2 separate regions of the Mus musculus genome follow, and region 1 is linked to region 2. A link is a contact called in public Hi-C data. All regions are on one chromosome and are shown on one strand. Each heading gives the region's core, a stretch centred on a gene start, on an enhancer-like site or on the middle of the called end of the contact. The rest is flanking DNA. Distances are from core to core; before and after follow the strand shown. Region 1 overlaps Baiap2 (brain-specific angiogenesis inhibitor 1-associated protein 2). Region 2 overlaps Rptor (regulatory associated protein of MTOR, complex 1).

Region 1 (7,388 bases), core at 3,357-5,856, 350 kb after region 2:
GTCTTTTGTATGTTAAATAAGTGCCCTACCTCTGAGCATATCTATCTGTCCATACATCTATATTGATAGATATTTTGTTGTTGTTATTGTTGCTGCTGCTGCTGTTGTTGTTTAAATAGGACTTGCCTAAGTTGCATAGGCTGACCTTAAATCACTCTGCAACCCAGGCAAGTCTTGAACTTGGGTTCTTCCTCCAAACAGCTGTGTGTAGGCCAGTAATACTACCAGCCCAGACTGTTTCTTGAGAGTAGCAAGAGAGCACCAGAGATGGTATTTCTGATGCCCACAGGCAGTGATATTCTTGGAGGGTTAGAGAGTGTTTGATGTCTGACTGTCTTGGTTCCTCTCAGCTAAGTTAAGGTATGCTGGCCACCATATTAGAGTAGCCTGTCAGCCTTGCTGGGATGCCTTACCAACCAGGCTACGCAAGAACTCTTTTCCCTGACATGGGGCGGGTCCTACAGGCTTCCAGTGCCTTTACAAACACGTCTAGGAATTCCATCTAGTTTATGCATAGAGTGTGGCTGCTGGCAGCTGAGCAGGGACCTGAGGCCTTTCAGCATGGCAGCATCTTCCCCTTTAAGGGGAGCTGAACTGAACCCACTCCTCCCTCTGCAGGGCCTGGACCTTCCACAGTGGCTCAACCCCTGATCAGGCCCCACCACTCCAGGCTGGCCTCAACATGGTTGGGTCTAAAGACTTTGGCAAGGTGTTGCTTACTAAGAAAGAGCCTTTGCTTCTATGGTTCCCCATTTCTTAACTCCTCCCAGGCTAGCCTGCAGGGGTGACTTTAGTAGCCGAGAAGATAGTAGGGCTCAGGTAGGGACATGGAGGTTTTTGCTGGCTCTTGAAATGTTCTGTCCACTGGACCGCTGGATAACTGGCAGCATTAACACAGATGCCCACAGTCTGTTATTTGGGTGAGGGTGGGATTCTGTTCTTTTAGAGCTCCTGGAACTGCTACTTGAGTTAACCAGGAAGGTGGGAACTGTTAGAAATGGGAAATGACTCCATGCCCTGGATATCAAGAGTGTGTTTGCTTAGTTTTTGTTTGTTTGGTTGGTTTAGTTTGGCTTTTGGTTTTTTGTCTGTTTGTTTTTTAGACAGGGCTTCTCTGTATAGCCCTGACTGTCCTGGATCTCACTCTGTAAACTAGGCTTGCCCTCTGTCTCACAGAGACTCACCTGCCTTTGCCTCCCAAGTGCTGGGTTCAAATGTGTGGGGCACCATCATTGGTCAACCTGTGTGTGGAGAGTTCTTTCCTGCTTCCTTGAGATTCCCTCCTGTGCATCTGAGGTTTCTCCACTCTGTGCCCCCTCTGGCTTGGCCGGAACCTAGCAGGATCAGACCATGGTGAACCTAGGGTTCAGATAGTCAGATGTAGGCTAGGATGGACATCTGTGTGGAGGACATGCTGTGACAGGCACAGAGGTCCCGCTTGGGATCTATGAGCCTTTCCAGAGCCTGGAGCCTAACAACAGCTGCCACTGGAGGAAGAGGTGAGTGTATTTGGCTAGCTCAATCCCAGCAGCCCTGGTATGCACATTGTTGCCCTTAGGTTGTGCTCACTAAACATGGTTCCCTTCTTCACATGACCCTGAGAAGTGAACAGTGTGTCTCAAGACCTAGTCCCACTGATCTGTTGGGAATAGGGCCACTGAATGGTTGGTGCTCAGACACTTCCTCAACAGCATGGGGATGCGTTCTCAAAGTTCTTAGGAAGGAATTGACAGGGAGAGCCCGCGGATGCTGAATGTCAGGGGGATGGGCCTCTGGAACTCACGGTGACAAGCCTTCAGGGGTGCTGACCTCCCCCACTGTCTTCCTGCTTCTGGGCTCTGCCGAGGCTGAACCACTTAGGACAGTGGCCAGACCTTTGCCCCAAGCTGGACTGAGGACAGTCAGCCTGTTTACTGGAAGGGTGGTCATGGAAGACCAAGGTTGTAGGAGATGGAGCAGCTTGGGGCTAGGGAGATGTGAGGTTGTCAGATGAACCAGAGTGGGGAGGAGACAGGCACCAGCAGCAGCACTGTCCAGGTTTGCAGGTGGTGGCTACCTGGGCTCAGGGATGGACTCAGCCAATCACGGTTAAGAACTGCTCAGAACTAAGCTTCCATGTTGAGAGTTCCACAGAAAACTAATTTTAATTATAGGTCAGAGAATGGGAGCTTAGAAGTACTTGGGGCACTAACTGGGGCGGGTGGTTTTATGTGAAAAGGGAAGTTCTGAGATCCATCACTCACCGCCCATGGGTACTGCCCTGACATGGCCTCCCCTCCAACACATTCTGTCACCACAGGGTTGCCTGGCTGGCGTCGGGAAGCACCTGCACACATGAGTCGGGAAAGGTGCTCTCCTGGGGAGCAGTGGACATGCGATGGCTGCAGTGTGGCCTCTGTCCCAAGCTCAGAAACTGAGGGATGTGGTCATCCCTTTAGAATCCTCTTGGAAAATGAAAAGTAAAAGCCACACTGAGGCTTCAGGGCAAACCAGACTCTCACTTTCCTCTTAATGGCGGGGGGGGGGGGCACCCATGACTCAGCCACCCTGTGGTAAGTTGGGGAGAGCAGCCCCAGAGTATGAGAGGTGCCTAGATATCTTCTGTCAGCCTTTGTCCTCCTCCCTCCCCCAGGGATGAGGTGGACCTGAGTGGTCATGCTGGCCTCCGGTAATGGTAGCAGCTAGCTGCCCAGCCAGCTGGTATTCTGGGGACACCTAAGCAGAGACTAGGTGGCTATGCTGATGCCGCCCTCCCGCCCTTCCACCACGTCGATCCTGAGCAGCCCATACCCAGCACCCTGGGTAGAGCTGGGTGTGCCATTGTGCTCCAGTCTGATTTTTTTTTTCTGGTTTTGTCCTATTTGACTCCTCCCCCAACCTAGCTCTTATTAGAACAAGACAGGCAGGCACAGGTAGGAGGCTGTCTGCAAATGACAGTCTTCTGAGAGTGTCACACTGCCTTTGCTTTTCCTGCTGTGTGGCTTGCCATCTCCCCACTTAACTGGCCCTCACCCTCCAGAGTAGAGTGTGAGGAAGCGGGGCATTAGGAGACATAGAAAGGGGGGCCTGCCAATGCGATGACCTTAGGTGTGTCTGGGCTTGGAGAGCAGCTTGCCTCTCCCTACCCTTGCACTCATTCCGGGTGCTAACGGAGAGGCAGCTGAGGCACAGCTTCATGCTGGAGCCCCCAAAAGGTAAGAGCCCAGAGAAAATCAGCTGAAAGTTGGTAGGCAGGCCTCACTCCAGTCAAGATCACTCTGAAATCAATGTGACCCTGTGGAAGGCTCTAGTGGCTCTGCCTGACCCACTGTCCGTACACGGACCTACTGTTGGCAGAAAACATGCCAGGTTCTCTGCAGGAAAGCTGTCCTCGGTCCTCTCTGAGAGGACATGAAAGGGGAAGGGCTGGCTGTTTTACAAGAGGAAGTAGTCCATGTTCTGGACAGGTGCCTGCCTTAGAGGGTGCTGATGCCGTGTTCACTGTACCCCCACGAGGATTCCCAAGACTAGGTAACTGGGTGTCTATTCACCATGACACAGGGGCCGCTCCGGTGGCTTTGGCACCTCTGGAGTCTTCATTTGTGTACCTTTGTGGGATTTGCCTGTTCTAAGGGCCTGAGAGAGGGAGCAATTCATTTCTATTTAAAGGGCTGTGTAATTAACAAAGCAAACACAAAATAACCAGAGCTGAGATCTTCACAGCATATAATAGCAGAGGCTGGTCCGCCCAGGGTGTGATGTGGTGCAGGCGATGTGCCCTCACCCCAGCACACAGGGCAGAAGGTCTTGTTAGCTCTGGATCTCAGAGTCAGCCAAGTACAGGCCTGGCCTCCAGTGAGGTCTCACATGGTCAGCATCACATGGTCAGATGAGGAAGACTGCCAGGTCCTGTCCTTAAGAAGCTACTCATGCTGTCCTGGGGACACCCCTAACCACACCTAGCTCCGGGGACCTCCCGGGGGCAGCCCTCGCTTGAGTCTACCTGGTTCTGTCGGCAGGTGGTTTTGAAGATTGAGTTTCTGACACATTAACTTTCGGGGACATTTTAGTCTGTAGCAGTGCTCCTTGTACTTGAATAGCCAGTCTTGCCATCTGCCAGCCTTTGAGCACAGAAACACCAGCCAACCCTGTCCACCCATGAGCAACATCTGCTGTCTCCTACATTTCCCTGGGTGCCAGGCCCTTCAGACTAGAGAAGGTCTTTCCATGGCTTCAGGTCCCCAGTGACTTCAGACAACATGGAACTCGAGGTGCTTGCTGTTCCCCACCCCCACCCCTCCCAGCATAGCGTAGCTTCTGAGTTGTCTCCCTCCTTGGGAAGGAGTCATTACCCAAGTGCTAACAGTGGGACCAAGCCTCATGAACTCATTCATAAGCTGGAGGGGACCTTGGGCAGCCCAGGGGTTTGACAGTTATGGGGGCGCCTCAGTGGTCAGTGGATTTTTCTGGAACATCCTTTCCTGCTCTGAGTCACCGGCTGGCTCTGGAGCAGAGGAGACACACTTTCCAATCACTTCTGTCTTCTCAGATTACAGGGCTGTTGTGCTGGGTGACTAAGTGGGAGCGTTGTTTCTGTGGGTCTTAAATGCTTTCAGTTGGGCGTTTCTATAGTGCTGTTTCCATAGCACCCAGCTAAGCAAGGAGCTGTGAGGCAATGTGGGGTGGGTGGGGACAGCAGGAACCTGGCCACTGGGGGACAGGCTTTATGCCATTTTAAATGGCCCGATGCCAAGGTACTGGCAGTGCAGGCCCGGGTCGTGTTTTCTACTCTGCTCTCCGGAAAGTGTAGCCGTCGCATCACACTGGAGTGCTCGGCTCACTCCAGTGATGAGGAGACTAGACCCCTGCAGGCTCACACCACCCATCCCCTGTCCTCTGCTGTCTCCCTTGCATGTTGACACTTCACTTGGTCCAGATTTCCAGGATCTTCCTGGCAAAATTGTGGGCTGTCTGAGAGGAGCCGGTGGCCTGGAAAAGGAGGTCAGGGAAGTCGGTTGTTATTCCTAGACAGAAGTGGCAGCCACATGTCAATGGCAGGCTTCGCTGTGCTGCTGCCTGCTGCCTTAGGACCTTCTCCCAGGTCAGGCTGAAGCTGGTGATGCCATCCCAGGCTGGTATGTGGTCCAGGGCTCTAGCTGCACCCCCCTCAAGCTGGGGATTTTAAAGTCCTTCTAAGTGCACTGCTCTGATGCTCTGTCCCCTCCCCTTTTCATGGACCACCCCTAGGTGCAGAAGTGTGACCTGTGAGGTTACACTTATTCCTGGGGGTGCATAAGTAAATGGAAATCTTAAAAATAAGACGCCATGCTCTCCTAACTCAGGCTGTCAGACCCTGCTAATGAGGCCGGGCCCCACACCGGTGCCCTGTACCCCAGGGAGCTGAAAGCCTCTGTAAAGGTAGTGCGCAGCCTACAAACCCAGAAACTGCTGCTGGTGGGCTGGCTTCAGGCCTCAGTTTGGAAGGTGCTGTTCTCAGGGCAAGGAGACCCAGGGGGCCTTGTGGCCTGGTTTATGCTGATGTCCTAGGTGACCGTTCCAAGTGGTGCCTCTTTTCTGAAGTCCCAAGATAACGAAATGATGCAGATTATCACTGGCACCTTCTCTCTCCTGTCACAGCACCTCGGCTCTGCTTGTAAGACTCTGCTGCTGAGCCCTTTTGCCTGTTGTTGTCCTTGAGAAGTCTCTGGAAAGGGCAGTGGCGCAAGGGTCCACCCTAGCCTTCAGAACCTTGACTGTTCCTTAGCTGGCCACCAAGCTGAGACGTACGTGTGTGTGTGTACGTGTGTGTGTGTGTGTGTGTGTGTGTGTCCGTGTGTCCATCCCTGTGCCAGAGGAACAGGAGTCATAGGAGGAACTCTACTCACAGCCTAGTTCAGCCCTGAAGACCAGAGAGCCCCAGCACCAGACAGTTGATGCCTGGGATGGAATGAGTGGGATCCAAGAGGCCAGTGCTAAGCCCTATATGGTGACTGGCAGGTGTGCTCCTCTCCTGGAGAATAGCCCACTCCTTCCTGACCCAGAGTATGTCTGGTCTCATCCCACCACTCTTCTCTAAAGCTTGGGAAGGAGCTCACACCCAGGCTGAGCCTCCTCCAAGACTCCCTGGAGTCCTCCCAGCACAGCTCCTGTGGGGGCAACAAGACTCGTGCCCCACCCCCTACTTCCCAGAGGACCCTGGAGTGCAGGGGAGGTTCAGGGAGCAGGAAGCCCTGGTAGGCGCATGTTGCATAACCGAAGGAAAAGTACTTGACGCTGTGGAGGAGAGAGAAGAGAGAAGAGGATCAGAGAGGGAGGAGGGAACGCGCCCCCCCCGCCCCCCCCCATCACAGCAGCAGAACCCACTGTCAGGCTGGAACACCACTCTCACCTGCTATTTTGACTTCTCTTGTTACAATAACTGTCTTGAGTCCCACCTGGCAGACCTTATGGCTGGGCCCTGCTGCCGCTTGAGAGGACCAAGACCTATTCTCAGGCCTTCTCAGACTGGTCCTGTCAGTGGGGAGGGCAGGAGTTTAGTGTGGGGCTGCAGGGCAGAAGCAGCAATCTGTGTAGGTTTGGTGGCAAGGGTGTGAGTATGGCAGGCCTTGACCTTGGAGAGATTGGTGCTGGCTGGTAGGCAGAGTTGGCACCGATAGCCTCGGTGGAGACCAGCCCCCACCCAGCTGGGCTTCCCCCTCTTCTGTCCCTCCAGCTGAGCCTTGTGTGGGGAGATGCTAAGGGAACAGCCTGCTCCAACCCCCTCTGCCGCCCACAGCTCAGCCGCCCACCCACGCTGAGTCAGAGCTCCGCCGAGGTGGCTGTGAGTCAGCTGTGAGCACCCTGGCAGCTCAGGCCTGCCCCCTGCTGGAAGACAGTCGCCTTAGGAAGCGCTTCTGCAACAGCTGCTCCAGGCTGGTGGGAGTTCAGCCTAAGAGGGGTGGGCGCAAGAGATGCACTAGAGAGGCGTCTGCGTATACCTGGGTGTAAATAGACCCTTCCTTGACACTTGGGCAGTTTGATTATCATAGTAAGGTTTAGCTATGAAACCAAGTTCCACACACATTCTTATAGCATAGCTCTGTCCAGTGGTTTCTGTTGGTGTGGATGGCTTCTATCTATTGATTGAGGCTTTCTTTCAAATTGTAAACTACATATAACTGATACAAGTCACTGCCACGGACCACCCCAGCCAAGTATGGGGGTCCCTAGGATGTGGGTTCTCTAGGCAGGTGGATAAGGATTCAGCAGTGACAAACAGAAACAAACACAGAGGCAGGAGCATTCTCTTAGGTTGGTTGGTTTTAAAATGGCAAGATCTCAGGGATTCTAGGTGAGCCTCATTCTCTATATCGCTGAGGAGACCCTCAGGAGTGCTGGGAATGCTGGTGTGCAGCACACACCTCTGTGCC
Region 2 (7,178 bases), core at 4,229-6,728:
CATCGTCAGCATCATTATCATCATCATCATCATCATCAGCAGCAGCAGAGAAATGGGAGGCAGGGCCAGGAAGATGGAGGAGAGGAGGAGTCGTGAGCAGCACACATCATCATGGACAGCCTTTTTTGTCTTCTCACCAGCACTAACCGATAGCTACCTTGTTTGGGAGTGAGAGGCGTGCAGGAGCACAGGAAAGCTCTGAGCTCTAGGGTGTCATTCACCCTAATGTACCCAGGCTCTCACACGTTAGGCAAGCTTTCCCCTGCCGTTACCTCCATCAGACCTATCAACTCCCCATGCTCAGCTTGTCTTGAGGTAGGGAAGGGTTCAGCGCTTCTGCTGCTGCATTGTTTGATGCAGATGGATGTTCTGATCGCGTAAAAGAAAACCCATCTTTTTACTAGCCCCGAGTTTAGTTTTATTAAATAGAAATAAAGTCAAAGCTAAACAATTAGAAGACCAAGTCTTCAGAAAACCACAAAGCTCCCCAGAGAAAGAGAGGATCACAAGTTCTGTGCCAGCTTTGGTCTACACAGAGATCTGTCTCAGGGAAAAAAACTCTGGCATTACAGGAGAAGGAACAAGGGTAACCTTAGTCCTTTCATGGTTCTTTGGCTGGATCTAGGAATCCATTAAGTACCTTTGAGACAATGAAGGTGTGGCAGGACAGATGGGTATCTAGAGTCCAGTGTTGTTTTGCTGGACAGTTGCTGAGAGGAGTTTAATTGTAGAAGCTGGTGGGAGGTTAGAGCTGCTTCAGTGTTTCGCCTTCAGGTCCTCTGCATCCTGGCTACTTGGGCCTCCAGTGCTCAGGCTCTTTCTCCAGGAGCCTTTTGTTGTGAAGTCAGACTGAGTGGCTCTTCTTGCACTGGTAGCTCCGTTAGTGGTCTCAGTGTAGGATGATCAGCGGACCTGTCTTAACGCCCTCACTATGGGCCAGCAGCAGTTGGGGTGCAGTGTTTGGGGACTTACTCAGGACCTTTCTCATTGGATGCGTGGAAGTTTCAGCTTGGCTAACCTTGCTGTTGTTCCTGTTTTCATCTGAAGCTTAGGGCTGGAGGGCAGGGAAGCAGCTTATATTGAAGAGGCAATGGCGGCTGTGGGTACTGCTGTAGGCACTATCACACTAAGATACCTTGGCAAGCAGTGTTGTTTACATCTCCTACCCATGACATTTGCATGTCACAGTCTACCCAGGTGAGGTAGGGTGGTTGCCCTAGGAACTTCCATGTCAAACTCAGAGGGGAACTGCCAGCGTCTTCCAGATAGCATTGATATTGCTGTCTCATATTTAAGTGGACTTACATGGAGGTTGGTTGGGAGTTTGGGAGTGCAGCAGGAACTTGGGCTGTTTGCACAGTTTTACCAAAGTGAAATATAATTTACTCTTTTTTCAAAAATTATATATATTATATATAATTTACTTTTAAAAGATAAAAGTATTGGCATTTAAGATAAATAAATACACTCAAATGATCAGCAAAGCACTGTGACCTGACACTGAAGCTGTGTAGACAGCAGAGCCCCAGGCCTTGGCAGTCATCAACAGAGTCTGTGTGCAAGGGCTGGGGCTCGCTAAGAGGAGGGGAACATGGGCCTAGGTGTGCAGAGGACATTAGTCACACAGTTTGGAAGGAAATGGAACAAGATTTTTTCCCATGAGATGAAGAAGTCAGAAGGTGGAGATGAATGGGGTTGGGTAACATGGTGGAAAATCAAGGCTAAAGCAAGGCTGCCCACAGGAATCCAATAGTTGGGAGCAGTGAACATTTGGAGCTGGTGAAAGCTGCTTTCTAGAGTCATCTGTGTGTAGTGTGTGGCAGTAGGTGTTATTAATCAAAGTGTGCCAGGGGTCTAACTTATAAGTAAAATAGTGCCACTTCTATAGAGGATCTGGGCGGGGAGTAAAGCTAAGTGTATGCTGAGATCTTGACATTTCAGCAGAAGCAGAGGTCTCATACTTAGGATAGGATCCAAGATAAGCACTGTGCACACACACCATCTGTCTCTTGGTGGTGGCAGTGATGAAATAGTAGGCCTTGAACATGCTAGTCAAATAATTCGCCAGTAAGTCACATTCTCATCCATTGGTTTTCTGAGACAGGGTCTCACTATGTAGCTTAGACTGGTCTCAAACTTGTTATGTAACCTAGGGCGTCTTCTACCTCTTGATGCTCCTACTTCGGCCTCCTAAGTACTGACATCATAGGCATGCACTACCATGCTTGGCTTGAGCTGCTTTCAAATTTGTATTTGGTGTATGTATGTGTTTCAGAGGACATCCTCTATGTTGATATTCAGGTGTTATCCATATGTATATATTTACTTATTGAGATAGGATATCTTACTGACATGGAACTTGCCAAGTAGTTGAGGATATGTGGCCCGTGAAACTGCTGTCTCTACCGTCTGCCTCTAGCTCCCTGCACTGGGTACAGGCACACCTCACCTGCCTGCCTTTCTCGGTGAGTGCCGCTGATCGAGCATGTGCTGTGCAGCTGTTTGCTGACTGGTCACCTCCCGGCTTTGAGCTTCCTTTGCTTCTTTCACTGCTTCTTACCTAGAAAAAAAAAAGGAATTAAAAACCTAGAAGTTCACACAGCTTATTGGAGTGAGAGAATCCTCTATAACATTCCTGTCTGAAGATGCTGGGGCGTGTTTGAGGTCTGTAAGAGGCAAGCCTGCCTGCTCTGTTGACTGCCTTTCTGAGGACCCTTTAAGTTGCAGCTCCATGGTCACGCACACTTTGTTCAGCAGCTGTTTTCACTCAGTAATGAAAATGAGAGTCGATAGTGTGTGGATCTACACATTCATCTTGTGGGAGGGAAAAGCTTTCCAGTGTGACCCCAGTATCAGCAAGGCGTGGAGGACCATGAGTGCTACAGACTCCTGGACACGGGGCATGGACCAACAGCCTCTGCTGCCTCCGGAGTTTTGTCAGCAGCAGGTTGGCGGAGAATGGTCCACACTGGGCAGCAGCTCAGTAGCAGGATGGTAGCTGCATACCACTGAGTGGGATGGCTTGCTGTATGCACTGCATACAAGCCTGCTCATCTCGCTGCAGTGGCACTGGCTCCTCTAGTGGCCATGCTGCTGGTCTGCTGCATCTATGTGCTTGGTCTCCTTTGCTGTCCCTGGCAGCTCATACTGCTTTTGTGGAAATGGCTGAAGTCTCGGGTTCTGTCCTGAGGGGCATTTGCCTGCTCCTTCCCACACTTGGGTGCTTGGGTTTCAATGCTGTGTGGTGAGTGCGGCCCCCACAGTGGAGGCTGGCTGCTCCTTCCCTCATCACACTTGCTTTATTTTATAGTATCTGAGCTTGTTATGTAGCTGAGGATGGGTTTGAATTCCTCTCTCTCTTTCCCCTCCTTTCCTTACCCCTCCCCTAGATTGTTCGAAGCAGGGTTTCTCTGTGTAGCCTTGGCTGTCCTGGAACTTGCTATGTAGACCATGCTTGACTGGAATGCACAGAGATCCACCTGCCTCTGCCTCCCAAGCACTGGGATTAAAGCCGCCACCACCTGGCTGAACTTGAATTTCTGATTCTCCTGAACAGGTGCGCAGTGTGACACCAGGTTTGGGTGTGATGCTGGGGGTTGAGCCCAAGGTTTCGTACGTACTAACTCTACCAGCTAGACTGCATCCCCAGCTCTATAGTCACTGCGTTCCCTGTCATGAAAACATCTCATTCCACAAGAATACTTTCACTTTTACCCAGACCATCTGACCTATGGACTCTGTTGAGTAAAATTGAAAATAATTTAAAATCTAATTTGTCTTCTTGTCAAGCCAAGAGAAACCTATCAAGGAGACATTGAAGTAGATGAGGAGTAGTCCTACAGCTGTGCATTACCCAGAGCGTCAGATCTAGCGGCAGGTGTGCTTTGTAATCAGCGTTAACGTGCACTGAGTGGGAAGCTGGTAATTGCTGGGGCTGCTGCCTCTTTTGAAGAGTTTTAGGAGCGATGGTGAGGAAGTTGATTATTGCTTGTTGTACAGTTATGGTGTTGGATCCAAGTTTCTAAGACCTCTCAGCCCTTTATTCCTCGATTTGATGATTCCCTAAAGACACAGTGGGCTGGTTTACTGTTAGTGAGAGGATGGTGGATAAAACCAGCCTGGGGACCAGGTGTGTATGGTGAGGTCATGCAGCAAGTCAGCCATGAACTTCCTAGGGTGCTCTTCCCGTGTAGTCACCTAGAACGGCTCAAAGCTTCCCAGCAGTAAGTTAGGGCCACACACATGAAGTGGGGTCACCCTAAAAGGTTCCTTAGAGACTTAGCTGGGTGCTTGTCATGGGTACATCTCTGCCTGGCTTGTACCAGAACTCTTGGCTACAGAAGGCAGGCAAGGGGGTTCAGCATGTCTGTGTTGTATGTAGTTGGGGCTTGGTGAGCCAACCTTCCTGTAGGGGAGGGAGCTTTCCAGAAGCCACTGCAGCTGCAGTGGGTGGTTCACGTTGGCTCCAGGTAGCGCCTGACTGACTTCCATATGCATTGCTGTCTCACTCTAAGGCACAGAGGAGTCAGCAAATGTGTGTCACCCCGTCAGACAGTCGCACTAGCTCGCACGGATGTGTGCTAAGTTGTTCTCACTGAGAGAAGTAGCAGATATATTGGGGAAGAAAAAACTTTAGAATTCTTTAGAATTTTGTGTGAAGTAATGGGCTAGAACCGAACTTCCCTAGCTGATGTTCTGTGTCGACACTAAATGCTGCCTGGGAGTTGCTTTAGTGAGAGCACCAATGAATTGTAATTAAATATTAAGAACCTATAAAATATATTTGCATTACAAAAGTAGTTAAAGTAATTTTCTCAGTCTTCATAAATTTAGATAATAGTCATTAAACAAAATAATGAGCTAGTCTTTGAATGGAAGAGGCAAAGAAGCAGAAAATTGCCCCAGGAGCTGGGCTGCTGATGACACAATTTTGTGGCTGCAGAATAAAAGCCTGTGGGGTTGACAGATTCTTGATGCCTGACTGTGTGCTGCCCACTGCAACAGAAATGTCACCATTAGGTTAGGGATAGTTTCAGAGATGTGTTAAACTGGCTCATTGTGACTTCTCAAGTTTCCTAACTTGTTCCTGTTGTGATCCATTCTTAGGTGGGTGCTAAGCAAAACACCAGTTGAGCAGGGTGGTGGTCGTTGTCGTCGTCGTTGTCTTCTTCTTCTTCTTCCTCCTCCTCCTCCTCTTCCTCCTCTTCCTCCTCCTCCTCTTCTTCCTTTTCCTCCTCCTCTTCCTCCTCTTCCTCCTCCTCCTTTCTTCTTCTTTTAAAGGAGTCTTATAACATTAACTAAATTTGTGACCATTTTGCCTCATTCCCCCCAGTGCTGGTATCACACTCTCCCGTACCCGGCCTAGTGACTTTAAAAGAAGTGAGTGATGTTTTACCGACGGTGGTTAATGTGTCTTGTAGTTTGGTCCCTATTTCACTGATGCTGCCAGAGCTCTGGTGTTGGGAGTTGTCACTCATCACTAAGTTGTCACTGGGCACAGGCTTAGTCACTAATCATGCTTCAGTTTACAGCTATGCAAATAGGAAAGATCAACCACTTCTCTATTTTAAAATAAGCTTTTTATTTAAGATGGCTAGAGAGTCATACAGTTTAACCAACAGTGAAAACCCTGTGCACCTTTCTTCTCGACTGGGAAGCTAGTGTGGCAGCAGCTATGGGGGCAGCTCAGCACTGATGGGGCCGAGGCAGGAAGATTGGGAATTCAGGCCAATGTGAACTATACAATGAGACCATCTCAAACCAAAGCCTTAAGCCAAAAGCTGTCCCATAGCGTCACAGCCCTGGTCTTGACACAGACATTGGCAATCCACTCCAGAGCCCTCTTTGTTCTCAGTTGCACACGCTTCTCAGCTGGGCAGGCATGGGTCGTTTGTCATTTCAAGAATGTTGTGTAGCTGAGCGGTGTAGCATCTCACTTTTTGCAGTTGGCTTTTTCACTCTTGAATTCCCCAGAGTTTCATCCACATTGCACATCATTTGTCCCTCTTATTGCCAAGTATTGTCTGTGGCGTAGATGAAACTGCCGTTGTGTAACTGCTTATTCACCGAAGGACATTTGGGTTGCTTCAGTCATGAATAAAGCTGCTGCGAGCACTTATGTACTTTTTTCTCTGAATGTTAGTTTTCATTTCTTTGTTAGGAAGTGCAGTAGCCTGGCCTGCGGGTGCACGTTTATTTTCTCAGGAACCATTGCACCGAGCAGCTGCACCTTTGCAGATAGGCTCTCAGTATGTGGTTGCTGTTCCTGGAATGGAGCTGTGCAGTGTGGACTCTTCTAGGCCAAACTGTTGCTGACGAAATTTCGCCCGAGGCATCGGTAGCTGCTCCATGTCCAGAAAGCTCCAGCCCTCGGGCGCCCCTGTACCTGCCGGTCCTTGAGGCTGCACGGAAAGCTCTTCTTATCCCTTGAGCTGCATGCGATCTTTCAGGCAGGCCTTGTGGATGCTGCCCACTTGAGCTTTCTTCTTGGGGAATCACCTGTTTGTGTTTTGTTCTTTTCCCTATGGATTTTGTCTTTCGTTTTTTCTTTTTCTTCCTTTTTAAGTATGGACCATAGTAAGCTGGTGGTATATAAACAGTGAGCTGGCGATGCAATCAATGCTCTCTATCTTAAGTGTGTTTGTCTTGGTCCTGTATAAACAAACACCTGATGCTTCAGTGCAGTCAGCTTTGTCACCACTGTCAACCAGGCACTACTTTAGTATTTCATATTTCATATTTTCAGCCACCCTCCCCTGTATATTCTCCATTGCTTTGGATCTTGAGGTCATGAAGCTGTTCTGAAGAGAGTGAAATTGATTCTCACAGTGGGATCTTAGATGGACCTGCAGGATAAGGTAGAGTTTTACTTTATTCCATCATTCTGGCCAGTGTGGGGAACACGCTTGTATCTCTCTGGCTTTAGTTTCTCATGCTGCAGTTCTAGAACATTTACAGATGTTACAGAGTTGCAAGAGTCATTGCTTCCTTTCTGGCCATCAGAGTGGGTGTCACACAGCCTAAGATGTGGGCACAGTGCAGGATGTCCTGCCTAGCACAGTAGCTTTTCTTCCTAGGCATGTGCGTGGGATACCAAGGCTTCTCCGACTTGAGTTGCAGCCCTCCTGGAGACAGTGTTGTTGCTCTTGTGTGCCTGTGTTTGTCACAGTCTCTGGAGA

Evidence for each region. A called contact is a pair of places that touch in the nucleus more often than the background predicts.
Region 1: a contact with region 2 is called in a Hi-C map of bone marrow-derived macrophages, with 27 read pairs. The contact joins two enhancer-like sites. A contact is called at or near these places in 2 of 484 Hi-C or Micro-C datasets (LSK cells and bone marrow-derived macrophages) and 1 of 115 datasets of contacts at active chromatin or transcription factors (pancreatic cancer cells).

What each region holds. Positions count from the first base shown.
Region 1 is chr11:119,984,690-119,992,077 of GRCm38.p6, forward strand. All of the region lies in intron 6 of Baiap2 (brain-specific angiogenesis inhibitor 1-associated protein 2), which reads left to right. Among named protein-coding and RNA genes, the nearest start is that of Mir3065, 26 kb to the right of the region's middle. Within about 2 kb of position 4,607, at least 161 of the 459 cell types and tissues checked have an H3K27ac peak or open chromatin away from gene starts, as enhancers often do. A contact at or near this core is called in bone marrow-derived macrophages, where this site is marked.
Region 2 is chr11:119,634,688-119,641,865 of GRCm38.p6, forward strand. All of the region lies in intron 1 of Rptor (regulatory associated protein of MTOR, complex 1), which reads left to right. Among named protein-coding and RNA genes, the nearest start is that of Rptor, 35 kb to the left of the region's middle. Within about 2 kb of position 5,479, at least 16 of the 459 cell types and tissues checked have an H3K27ac peak or open chromatin away from gene starts, as enhancers often do. A contact at or near this core is called in bone marrow-derived macrophages, where this site is marked.